2 separate regions of the Sus scrofa genome follow, and region 1 is linked to region 2. Evidence: chromatin contacts called from public HiChIP or PLAC-seq data. All regions are on one chromosome and are shown on one strand. The core of a region is the stretch at or near the end of the contact, and the rest is flanking DNA. Distances in the headings are between cores, read along the strand shown.

Region 1 (5,785 bases), core at 2,589-5,088, 54 kb after region 2:
TTCAATGAAATGCAGCCTGGGCAAGCCCAATCTCACCAACAGCTAAAAGCCCCTCCTTCTCCCCTACCAGCTAAAATAGAAACTATAAATTGTTACAACTTGAGGAGACTTGGACTCACCCAATTCAAAAATTCAGAGACTAAGTTTCAGAGTTTAAAAAGCCCAGTCTCAGGCAAAGCAGCACATTTTCCCTATGCCTGAGGTTTCTGGTAAACAATTTTGGCTTTATTAAACAAATGATAATAAAGAGCTTACAAAATTCTCACTCACTAGAGGAACCACCTTTCTTAGTTAACACTAACTTCACTATAGAGGTAAAACATTAACCCACATTTTATTTATTTTTCTTCCTTTTTTTGGCCACGCCCACAGCATTCAGAGGTTCTGGGACCAGGGACTGAACCTAGGCCACAGCAGTGACCTGAACCATAGCAGTGACAACACCCGATCCTTAACCCACTACATCACCAGGAACTGTTTAACTCAAATTTTAAACCAAGAAGTCTACTATTCAGTCTTAGTATCTATCAAATGAGCACAATAAAAAATGTAAACAACAGGGACTAACTGGGTACGCAAATACAACCCGTTCGAATACAAATCTCTTCTGTGCTCAAGAACAACACAGGAAACTTGACAGATTTTTTCTTTCCAGGTGGATTACACCTATTAGGCTGCAAAGGCTAAAAACCACAGACCCTTCCTGCTAGTATTAGTCACTTCATAACAAAAATTTTAAGCCAAAGCTTCCTTCCGGATAATCGTTTTTGTCCCTGCAACACTGCAAGCCAAGATGGGGTGCCCTCCTGGGCAAAAGAACCCTGTGAATGGTAATGAGAGTTTCATACATAACTTCTGACCACAGACTTAATTTGCCCAGTATCACTTATCTGTCTAATAAGTGTTCCAAAACCAGCAATTAGTACAAATATAAAGCAGGCACTATTCCACCAACCGAGAGAGAGAATGTAAGTGGAACTGTGCAGAGTGCTTATGGAAAACCTCTTTTTTAAAACAACAACAACAACAACAACAAACCCAGAGAGCTAAAAAAGGCAACGCAAAAACGGGTGGGAACAAATACAACAGCCCCTCTCCTTCCCGCTCTCTCTCCAGCCATCTCCTCTCACCAAGGTCTGCTTTAGTATACTGCTGCTGAACAACAGAACAAGACTCATTAGAACAAGATGCAATCGGGGTACCGGCGCAAAGGTGGGATTATTTTTTTGTGGAGGGCGGTGGAGATTTCTCCAGGCAGAAGCTGGAGTGTAAACTCTGCTTGGCCGGATTGTTCTGGGCTGAACTGCAGAGGAGGATCAAGCAACGGGCGACCAACCCTAGTCCTTCCCTCCCTCTTCAGTCTCTCCCCTCCCCTCGCTTTCAGTCGGGAGGGGGTGGGAAGCGCACAGCTTTCCAGCTCTCCGCTCCTTAAAACGCTCTCGCGGAGCCACCGCACATAATCCTGCCCCGGCAGCAGAGAATTTTGCAGCGAAGGGTTCGCCGATCCGGAGCGGAGAAGTGAAATCCGCGCCCAAGGGCAATTTTAATTGTCTAACCCGGCCCGATTTCCTAAGAGGCGGCAGCGCGGGGAGGGGAGGGAAGAGGGAGGCAGCTCCGAGAGGCAACAGGGGGCAAGCGGCGGCAGAGAAAGGGGACCAAAGCGGCAAGATCTCAGCCCCGGCCCCGGAGAAGCTTCTGCAGAAAGGACTCCGAGGCTACCACCACCGTTCCCCGGGAGACGTTTGAAAATCATATATGCAGCCAAAATGGCGCTGAGAATAAAAATATAATTTAAAGGCAGGTCGCCATATTGTAAACAGAGAGGCACAGAAGAGGCGGACTCGAGAGACACCCTCCATGATTTCTTCCACGGCCCAGAGCGCCCGGGCGCCGGGTCCGGCGGGCCTGGACCAGGGCGGCCAAGGGCTCCTGCGCACCCACCCCGAGGACAGCCCAGCCCGGCAGCAGCCCGAGGGCGGCGGGCGCGCGGGCAGGAGAGCGGCGCAGGGCCCGGAGCTCCTCCCCTTCCTCCCCCGCCACCGCCGGCCGAGCCCTGCCGGCTCGGTCCCGGCTCCCCAGCGACTTCCAATCCCAGATGGGGCTCTCCTCACTCCTCCCAACCCCCACCTCGGGGTCCGGACCCACCGCTGCTCCTCCCCCTCGAACGGCCGGATCCGGGCAGCACCTGGGGGCGGGGAGGCGCTCGCCCCAGCGGCTGCAGAAAGTCAGCTAGCGGCTGCAAACGCCCGTTATTTCGGCAGGCTGGGGTAGGCCGGGTGAAGGAATGTGCCGAGAAGGGTCCTTCAAGGGGCTACAGAGGGGTCCCCAGACCTTACCAGCACTGGAGGTGGAAGGCGGCCGGGCAGTGATCACAGCACAGGAGATCCCCCCCTTCTTTGCAGCTATCGCAGCTGTCGTGGTTGGTGGCCCTGCCGCTTCTCCGGGGCTCCTTCTCTGGCTTCCGACTCCGCTTTTCTGCCTCGTCCGCCTTGGGGGGAGCCAGCAGAGCCTGGATTTGCTGCACACACATACAAATGGCGTGTGTGCACACTCGGAGCTCCCGGGCGGTCCGTCGCCCCCCCGGCGCAGCTTCTCTGTCACCCACCCTTCTCCCCCCTTTTGTCCTTCTTCCTCCCATCCAGGCTGCTCCCAGAACCTCTCAGCCCCCGGAACAGGGGAGCCCACCCTAACCGCGTTCCTGCAGCACAACAACGAGAACGGCTTCTTCCAAATGGGGAGGATCAGGGTAGGGGGGATGGGGAGAGGGTGTGCGGTTCCCTTCTCGCCACTTCCTTGTATGGACAGTGGGGGACTCCAAAGCGAGGCTCGGGAGAGGCCTGAAGCTCGGTACCCGGACGTGCTGGGGGAAGCACAAAGGGGCCGACAAGAAGGGGGTGGGGAGGCCCGCCGGTGCAACGCGATGGAGTGGGTTGGCGCTTCGGGAGAGCGAATCGAGGGCGGCGGGTAGGTGAAACTGCTGCAAACGTCCTCGGCGGCTGAGCTCAGCCCCCCGAGTTGCAAAGATGGGAGGGAGCGTCTGGGTGAGAAGAGCCCCCCCCCTTCCCCGGCCCTCTTGCGCTGCGAGCTCAGGACCGGCTTTGTGGGGCGGAGGGCGGAGGTTCTCTACTGGCGCTAGGGAAAAGAAATGAGGAGGGCCACTCTTACCTCCATCAGCCCCCCCGACGTGTCCAAGTCGTACACGATCGTCTTGGTCTCCATTTTCTCCCACATTCATCCACCTCCCGGGCTGGGCGCTCTCTGCTCCGGCCCCCCCAACCCCGGGGGGAGGGGGTAGCGGGGGGAGGGGGCGCTCCTGACCCCGGCCCCCCTTCTTTTTTACCAACACGGGTCCCGACTTCTTCGCCCTGGCTCCCCCCACCCCCCGGCCCCCAGTCCCCGGGACGACAGCGTCCTCCCACGGGCCGTGAGGGGGAGCGGCCCCTCAGCCCCGGCCCGGCGGCTGGCTGCACGGTGGGTCCCGGCTCCGGGGGTCAGGCCTCGGCGGGGCCTAGTCCCACAGGCTAAAGCCGGCGCTGGCGACCGCTGGTCCGGCCGGGAAGGCTGGCGGGCGCTGCCATCCCGGGGCTGGGGGGATCGGAGGGGGGGTGAGAGGTTAGGTGAGGTTGTGGTACGTGAGGTGACTGCGGGGAGGGTGATGGGGGGTGGTCCCCGGGCTCCGCCTCTCGCCGCTGCCGCCGTCTGCGTCCCGGCTGCCGCGCACTTGGCGCAAACTTACCGCGAGCGCCCGCAAAGCCACCCGCGCAGGCGCCCCGGGATCGCCGCTCGCCGCGCGCAACCGCAGTGACAGCCGGCGGCCGGGCTCCCGCGCAGCCGCAGTGAGGGGGTACCCCCCAGCGCGCAGCCGCGCTGGCATTCGTCTGGAGCACCGAAGCCCCGCCTTTCTGCCCTGCGCCAGCGTACTGAGGTAAAAGGGCGGGACCTGAGGTCTCGCGCAGGCGCCTGGGCGAGCTGGTAAGGGTCATAGCGCAGCCGCAGGAACAGGAGGACCCTTCATCCATTGGAGTTTGTGAATAGCCCAAGAGCACCCGGTTCCCGCGCAGGCGTGTTAAGGATGCTCCCCTCTCGCCCCACAACAACGCAGCCGGCTCCCGCGCAGGCGTGTTGTTACCTGTAGGCCCTCACAAGAGTGCTTATACTTTCGCCATTTTGGTAATGATATATAGGCTATCGTGTCCTTGGAGTCCTTAGGCATGAACAGAAAGGAGCAAAGTGTAGTGCTGGCTGGACTGATAGGCCGTACTCCTAAGGATGTCGTACTGGACTGTCAGGTTCCAGCGTCAGGTGTGGCTGGACCAGGCGCCATATTGGTAAAGATAAAAGAAAAGCCATTGCAACGGAAAACGATGTTTTCGGTGTCGGGTTGGATGGCTACTGTTCCCAATTCCCTCCCGATCCCGACAGTAAATTTTAGCTTGAGCATGCTTGCCTTTGCTAGTGATGGCACCATGGAGAGCTCTCCGTTACGACTTGACCACTATCTCTGAGAACCACTCTCCGAAAGGAAGCCAAAAGCGAAGTTTGTAATGCTGACAACGCCCAGCTACCTGCCTACTGTGGACTTCAATTCCCAGTTTGCAACGCGCAAAGGGGCCAAAGGGCGAACGGGAGCGCATTGCACCCTGGAAGCAAGAATCGCGATGGGTCTGGTGGATTGTGGGAGCCGTAGTTCCATGTGCGTGCGATGCAGTGTGCAGTAGGATGAACTGGGGGAAGAGTGATTTGCCTGCCCGGAAGAGATACTTTTTATAGCTTCAGTGTGGTATGCTGGGATTTGTAGTCTGAAGGCCTCACTGAAATTCTGGGCAGGACTTCAGCTCCCTCCTCTGTGATCGCCCTCCCCTTGGTCTCATCTTCGGAGATGGCCTGTTGTCTCTGCCTGACTGTTGATGGAGCGAAGGAGAAGGGAGTGGCATCATTGTGCCTGACACTAGGCATTTAGTTGGCGTTTTTACCAGATATCCTGGGCAGGTAGCCTGGTTCACTTTTGATGTTAAGGTATCCTTAGCATTCTCAGAAACCTAAAACTGGAAAGGGTTTAAAGAGCATCTGTATTAATCCCCTCATTTCCAGAGGCACAGAGAAGAGTAGTGATTTGCATATTTCACATAATGCATTTATGGCAGACCTAGGAATGAAAAAGATTTGATTCCCAAGTTAGGACACTATCTATCTGCCTGTGAGGAGATGCTGCTTCTTTTGGGATGATAAAGTGGATAGGGTAAGGATGTCCATATGTGGTCTTAGGTTTCTGTTTCTCTGACTTTCCTAATGATCCTGTTGGTGCCTGGAAAGAACACTAAGGTCCTGGGCCTTATTGATCAAAGGATATGTAGATCGGCCCTTTCTGTCCTCTACCAGCCTCAGCAAACAAGAATTTTTTTGTCTTTTAGGGCGGCACTCCCAGCATGTGGAAGTTCCCAGTCTAGGGGTAAAATTGGAGCTGTTGCCACTGGCCTACACCACAGCTACAGCAATGTGGGATCTGAATCCTACACTGCAGCTCCCAGCAAGACTGGATCCTTAACCCAGTGAGCAGGGCCAGGGATCAAACTTGCATCCTCATGGATGCTAGTCGGGTTCGTTACCACTGAGCCACAATGAGAGCTCCCAAACAAGACTCAATGATTGTGGGCCAGAGATGTGGCCCTCAGAGAGAGAGGAGGGGAGAGCTAGAAGTATGAAAGTGGCTGAACCTCATCCCTTCTGAGGCTGTATTTCACACCCTCACAAATGGATACATCATGTGCCCTCACCGCCCTGGCTT
Region 2 (5,846 bases), core at 2,594-5,093:
ATACTTTTTTTTTTTTTTTTTTTTTTTTTTTGTCTTTTTGCCTTTTCTTGAGCCGCTCCCACAGCATATGGAGGTTCCCAGGCTAAGGGTCTAATAGGAGCTGTAGCCAACAGCCTATGCCAGAGCCACAGCAACGTGGGATCTGGGCTGCGTCTGCAACCTACACCACAGCTCATGGCAACGCCGCATCCTTAACCCACTGAGCAAGGGCAGGGATCGAACCCGCAACCTTATGGTTCCTAGTCGGATTCGTTAACCACTGTGCCACGACAGGAACTCCAGAGTAATACATTAAATAAGATCTAGTGGTAGATTTAATAACTGACTTGATTTCAAAGCAGTGATAAACATAAATAATTTCTTTTTTGGCCATGCCTGCAGCATGTGGCTGTTCCTGGGCCAGGGGTTGAGCCCATGCCACAGCAGTGACCAGTGACAATGTTGGATCCTTAAACCACTATGCTATAAGGGAACTCCTAACATAACTGATTTTTTTTTTTTTCTTATTAGGGCTTCACCTACAGCATATGGAAGTACCCAGGCTAGGAGCTGAACTTGAGTGGTAGCAGCTGCCAGCCTACACCACAACCACAGCAACACAAGATCTAAGCCGAATCTGTGACCTATGCCACAGCTTGTGGCAACACTAGATCCTTAACCCACTGAGTAAGGAGGTCAGGGATCGAACCTAAATACTCATGGATACTGGTCAGATTCTTAACTCGCTGAGCCACAACAGGAATTCTCATACTTTTTTTTTTTTTTTTTTTTTTTTTTAAGCTGACCATAGCATATGAGTTCAGGCTAGGGTCCAATCAAGCTGTAGCACCAGCTACGCACAGCACCTGAGATCCGAACCGATCTGTGACTACCATAGCTACAGCAACGCTGATCTTACACTGACAGAGCAGGATTGAACTGATCTCATGCTGTAGTCAGTGTTAACACTGAGCCATAAGATCTGATTTTTTTTTTTTTTTTGCTTTTTAGGGCCACACCTGCAGCATATGGAGGTTCCCAGGCTAGGGGTCAAATTGGAGCTACAGCTGCTGGCCTACACCAGAGCCACAGCAACACAGGATCCTTAACCCACTGAGCAAGGTCAGGGATTGAACCTGCATCCTCATGATTACTAGTCAGACTCGTTTCCACTGCACCACAACAAGAACTCCTCGAAAATGATTTTTAAGGTAACTACAACAAAGCAACAAAGGCAGTACAGTAGGAAAATATTTGCTAATACTACCGAGGATTGTTGTTGACATTAATAATCATAAGAAACACTAAATTTCCGTTAAAGTTAGTGTCAATAAAAATGTACTCCCCCCAATCCAAAGATCTCTAAATTCTTTCTACAAACCCCAGGTTAAGAACTTCTGATCTACTGTGGAGATGAGAGAAAGGTGTATGGTATTTAGATTCTCCTTTTAAATTCCCAAGAGTAGAAACAGAGGAAAAGGTTTTGTATTACATAATTAAGGAGGGAAGTTAGACAAGAAGAACCTTTTTTTTTTTTTTTTGCCTTTTTGCCATTTCTTGGGCTGTGCGCTTGGCATATGGAGGTTCCCAGGCTAGGGGTAGCCACCGGCCTACACCAGAGCCAGAGCAACACGGGATCCAAACTGCGCCTGTGACCTACACCACAGCTCACGGCAACGCCAGACCCTTAACCCACTGAGTGAGGTCAGGGATCGAACCCACAACCTCATGGTTCCTAGTTGGATTCGTTAACCACTGCACCACGATGGGAACTCCCAAACCTCCAGACTTTTCAAGTGAAAAAGATAATGGTGAACTGTATCAGCATCCTCCTTCTGAAAGTGGGCTGTGTGAGATACCCCTGGACTTAGAGGCAGGCTCAGGTAACCAGGTGGGGGCAGGGCAGGGAGGCCACGAGTACAAGGGAGCTGCATCTTAGCATGATTATGTCAAATCCCAAGGTTCTATTATGCCGGGCATTATCTCTCTCTCTTCTCTTCCACCCTCCCTTGACTCCAGCACTCTTAATTCTCAGCACGCCTCCTCTCCACACCATTAAAACAGCTTCTAAGCCAGCCCTGCTTTGGCCACTGGCCAGGGGACCAGGTTCCTGGCAACTGGAAGGCACAGTGCAGGGTTTCCTCCTGCCTCCAGTCTCAAGGGTCTCTACAAGGACGAGAGCGGAGATTTTGTCTCCTTGGCCCAGAGTCTGGGCTTCTAGAAAGAAACTCCACAAGCAAAACCAAGTGCAGTGTGGCTCAGATTGGGGTTTCTACAAGCTTCTCTAGGGGTGGGGGCTGGGAGACTGGCCCAGGTCTTTTGTTTTTGTTTTTATGGCTGTACCCAAGGCATATGGAAGTTCTCTGGCCAGGGATTGAATCCAAGTCACAGCTGCGACCTATGCCACAGCTGCAGCAATGCTGGATCCTTAAACCCACTGTGCCTGGATGGGGCTCTAACCTGTGCCTCCACAGCGACTTGGGTGGCATTCTTGACCCATTGCACCAAGGCAGGCGGGAACCCCTGGCCCAGGTCTTACAGAGGTGTAGGTTTGGCCTCAGTGCTCTCTGGGGGTCTCCCTAGTGACCTTACGGCTAGCTCTGGTTTTCAGGGAGGTAAAGAATCTTAAATTCCCCCACAGGGGTAAGGTCTTAGTGAGGGAGAGTGGGGATTTCCTGTCCCAGGGAAATCAATTTTGAGATCCACACTGAGCCAGAGGCCATGTTCTGGGGTGAAAGTTTCCAATGGATTCATCACACCTCTCAAAGGTGGACAGCTTCCTGCCCTGGCCCAGCACACCCTCTTCTGCTCAATTCTAGAGCCAGCCCTAACGACTCTGTGCACAGGCGGAGAATCCACACTGACAGTGGGAAGTAAAGACAGGAGGGATTCCTGCAGCTACAGGCCTCCAAGCTGTCAGGAAACAGGCCCTCTCCCCAGCACCTGTGAGCTTGGGCTGCACAAATTGATGGCTTGAAAGGCTCCAGCCTCTTCCTCAAATTCCCAAATATACAACATACACAGCAGCCTTAGGACAAGATCCCTCTCATCTCCCCAATACTGCAGTCCCCCGGCCCCACCTAAGCTCACAGAAATTCTGGAGCCTGCAGCATTTTGCAACCTGAGCGACACAGCCCAGAGCCCGGTTTCGCAACCTGTAGAGGCCGCACCCGCGTTTCCCAGGCGGGCAGTGCCAATAAACCAGCACGCCCCAGCCTGCTGGGAATTAACGGGTCTGTGCCCAGATGGGCACCTGCCTTCCAAGGCTGCGTGACCCACCCTAGTCCCGGGCGCTGGCATCCAGCCAAACTGTGTTCCCGGAACCCCAAGGCTTCAGTTCAGGACCCCCTAGGCCACAGGGGCGACCCTGCTAGGGGAGGAGACGAAGGAAGGAGGGAATAAACACCGGCAAACACGCAGCGGGGGAAGGCGGGGGGAGAGCCCGGCGAGTGCCCGAGAACGCGGGGCAGGAAGGTGGAGCACAGGGGTCCCTCCTGAAAGGGTCTCAGGTGCGGCCCGGGAAGCCGCGGACTCAGGCCCCACCTCCCGCGCTGCCCCCCACCCGCGGAGCCCCTCCCCGTCCGCTGCCCAGCCCGGTCCCCGCCCTCCCGGGCACGGCCCCCCGCCCCAAACGTCTCCGGCCCCCCTCCCCCGCCGCCCCCTCACCTGAAACCACCAGCGCCTCGTTGGGCCCCACCGTGTGGCAATTGCCCATGGCGCCGGAGGGACGGAGGGCCCTCGGGGGGCCGCCGAGACCTGGACAGCAGCAGCGGGCCCGCACCGCCGGCCGCGCCCAGCCTATCCCGCCACCCCCAGCGGCCGCCCGCCGGCGCCCCTCCGCGGCCGCAGCCTCGCCGGAAGTGTGGCGGCGGAGGGCGGGGCCGGCGTGTGGAGGGAGGCGGCCCGAGCCAGGCTGTCAACACGCTCGATTTTAATTTTCAAAGTATTTGGCCCAGCCTGCCCGGCCTGTGGAAGTTCCCAGGCCAGAGATCGAACCCGGGTCGCAGCAGTGACAACGCAGGATCCTTAACCTGCTGTGCCATCAGGGAGCTCTTCAAGTGGTTGTATTACACAGAGCTGGCATCGTGGGGGCTCGGCCCTCAAGCAGTCCTGAAGGCGTTCCTTGGGGAGCCTGGATAACAACTGCCACGCCCCGCCTCGCCTCCCAGCACCCACCTTACAGGGGTGGGCCCTGGAGTCAGCCCGCCTGGGCCTGGGCTCCGATCTCAGTCCCTGCTCTTTCTAGCGGAGATCCGGAACGAGTTCCCTCTCTGGCTGCCTAGTCCCGCCTCTGGAAAGTGGGAATAATGTAACTAGGTGATCGCAAAGGGCACAACTGAACAATTCTCCATACTGATGGTGCATCAGATTAAAAATGCCCAGGCCTCCATCATCCAGGGCTGAGTGTTCCTCAGGGTAGAGCCTGGAGATAAGAAATTCAAATTCCTGAGGAGCAGCATCTGGCACAACCGCCCCCCCTCCCCGCCCCCCGGGCTTACTGTCACTCTCAGGAAGAAATCATCACCCTTTATTTCCTTCAACCAGGAAAAGAGCTCTCCAGGACATATACCTTGAAGCCCCCACAAAGTGACCATGGAGGTAAAAATCTCAACCACCTCAGTGTCCAGTGCATGACCATAGCCTGGTACATGGCTAAGGCTTTCAAGGATCACCCAGAGCCTTAGAAAGCTTCCCAGCCCGGAGGTTAGGAGGCTTGGGGCTCTGGTTCAGCTTTAACTGGAATTCGGCGTGTGACCTTGGACAAGTCTGGTGAACTCTGAGGGCTGGTGTAGGGTTCAGAAGCTGCGGGCTCCTCAGGGTGGGGGCTGCTCAGAGAAGATGGGACTCCTGGGTCCACAGGCTGGGGCTCTTCATCAGATTCAGCATCTTCCCCTGGCTCAAGCCCTGCCAGCCTTTTGCTGGCCTCCCACAGCCGATGGGCTGCCCGGTCGTCTCTGGCGGCTGGGGGCACCTCTTCCACATGGCAGTTGGCAAAGTATCTCCCACTGAGGGGCTCAATGCCCTCCTGCAGAGCGCAGTACAGAGGTGTCTGGGCACCCCCTCGTGGTGCCCGCAGCACCAGCCAAGCCAGTGGGCACAAAAGTGGGCGTAGCCATCTGGGAACGTGGCGTAGGAACAACTCTGAGTTGACGGGACCTGGGAACAGGAAGAAAGGAAGGAGAGGGAGAAGAGTGGGTAAGGGCTCATGGTAAAAGCAGCAAGAACAGGGTTAGAAGGGAGGAGGGAACAGAGTCCAATTCCAGGGGAACCAGGGTAAGATTTACCAGGCATTCAGGGCCCCACAAGCCAAGCTAACTCATTTCTTTTTCTTTTTTTTTTTTTTTTTTTTTTGTCTTTTTAGGGCCACACCTGTGGCATAAGGAAGTTCCCAGACTAGGGGTCAAATTGGAGCCACAGCAACTGCCAGATCCACGCCTCAACTGCAACCTACACCACAACTCATGGCAACGCAGGATCCCTAACCCACTGAGCAAGGCCAGGAATCGAACCTGCATCCTCATGGATTCTAGTTGAGTTCCTTAACTGCTAAGCCACAATAGGAACTCCCAACATAACTCATTTCTAACAGCAAGCTGCCTCTTCTCCGTCCAAACTCCTTATAAATCCTCATCTTCCAGATTTTGATTATGCTGTGTCTCTAGCCTGGAACAATTCTGTCTCTCTCCACCTTTTCTACTAGCTCAAGTCCTGTTCCTCTGTTTAAACATCAAACATTTATTCACACCTATTGTAGACCAGCCCCTGTTTTGGATATTAGAGCTATGGAGTATAGTAAAGGTTAGCTGTAATTACTATTGTCTCATTATAATTATTAATATGTCTTATGCAATGACTGTCTGAAATGC

Evidence for each region. HiChIP or PLAC-seq counts read pairs in DNA pulled down with a chosen protein or histone mark.
Region 1: an H3K27ac HiChIP or PLAC-seq map of alveolar macrophages shows a contact between it and region 2. The contact joins the promoter of PHF12 here to the promoter of FLOT2 in region 2. A contact is called at or near these places in 9 of 47 Hi-C or Micro-C datasets (blood, fetal heart ventricle, heart right ventricle and 2 more) and 2 of 2 datasets of contacts at active chromatin or transcription factors (alveolar macrophages and skeletal muscle).

The regions. Positions count from the first base shown.
Region 1 is chr12:45,170,917-45,176,701 of Sscrofa11.1, forward strand. PHF12 (PHD finger protein 12) reads right to left here and starts at 3,839. Exons shown (of 16, transcript XM_005656997.3): 1 at 3,737-3,839; 2 at 3,166-3,585; 3 at 2,337-2,518. The coding sequence starts at 3,231.
Region 2 is chr12:45,116,660-45,122,505 of Sscrofa11.1, forward strand. FLOT2 (flotillin-2) reads right to left here and starts at 3,844. Exons shown (of 11, transcript XM_021067496.1): 1 at 3,646-3,844. The coding sequence starts at 3,694. It overlaps DHRS13 (dehydrogenase/reductase SDR family member 13), which reads right to left. Exons shown (of 5, transcript XM_021067495.1): 5 at 4,487-5,136. The coding sequence ends at 4,685.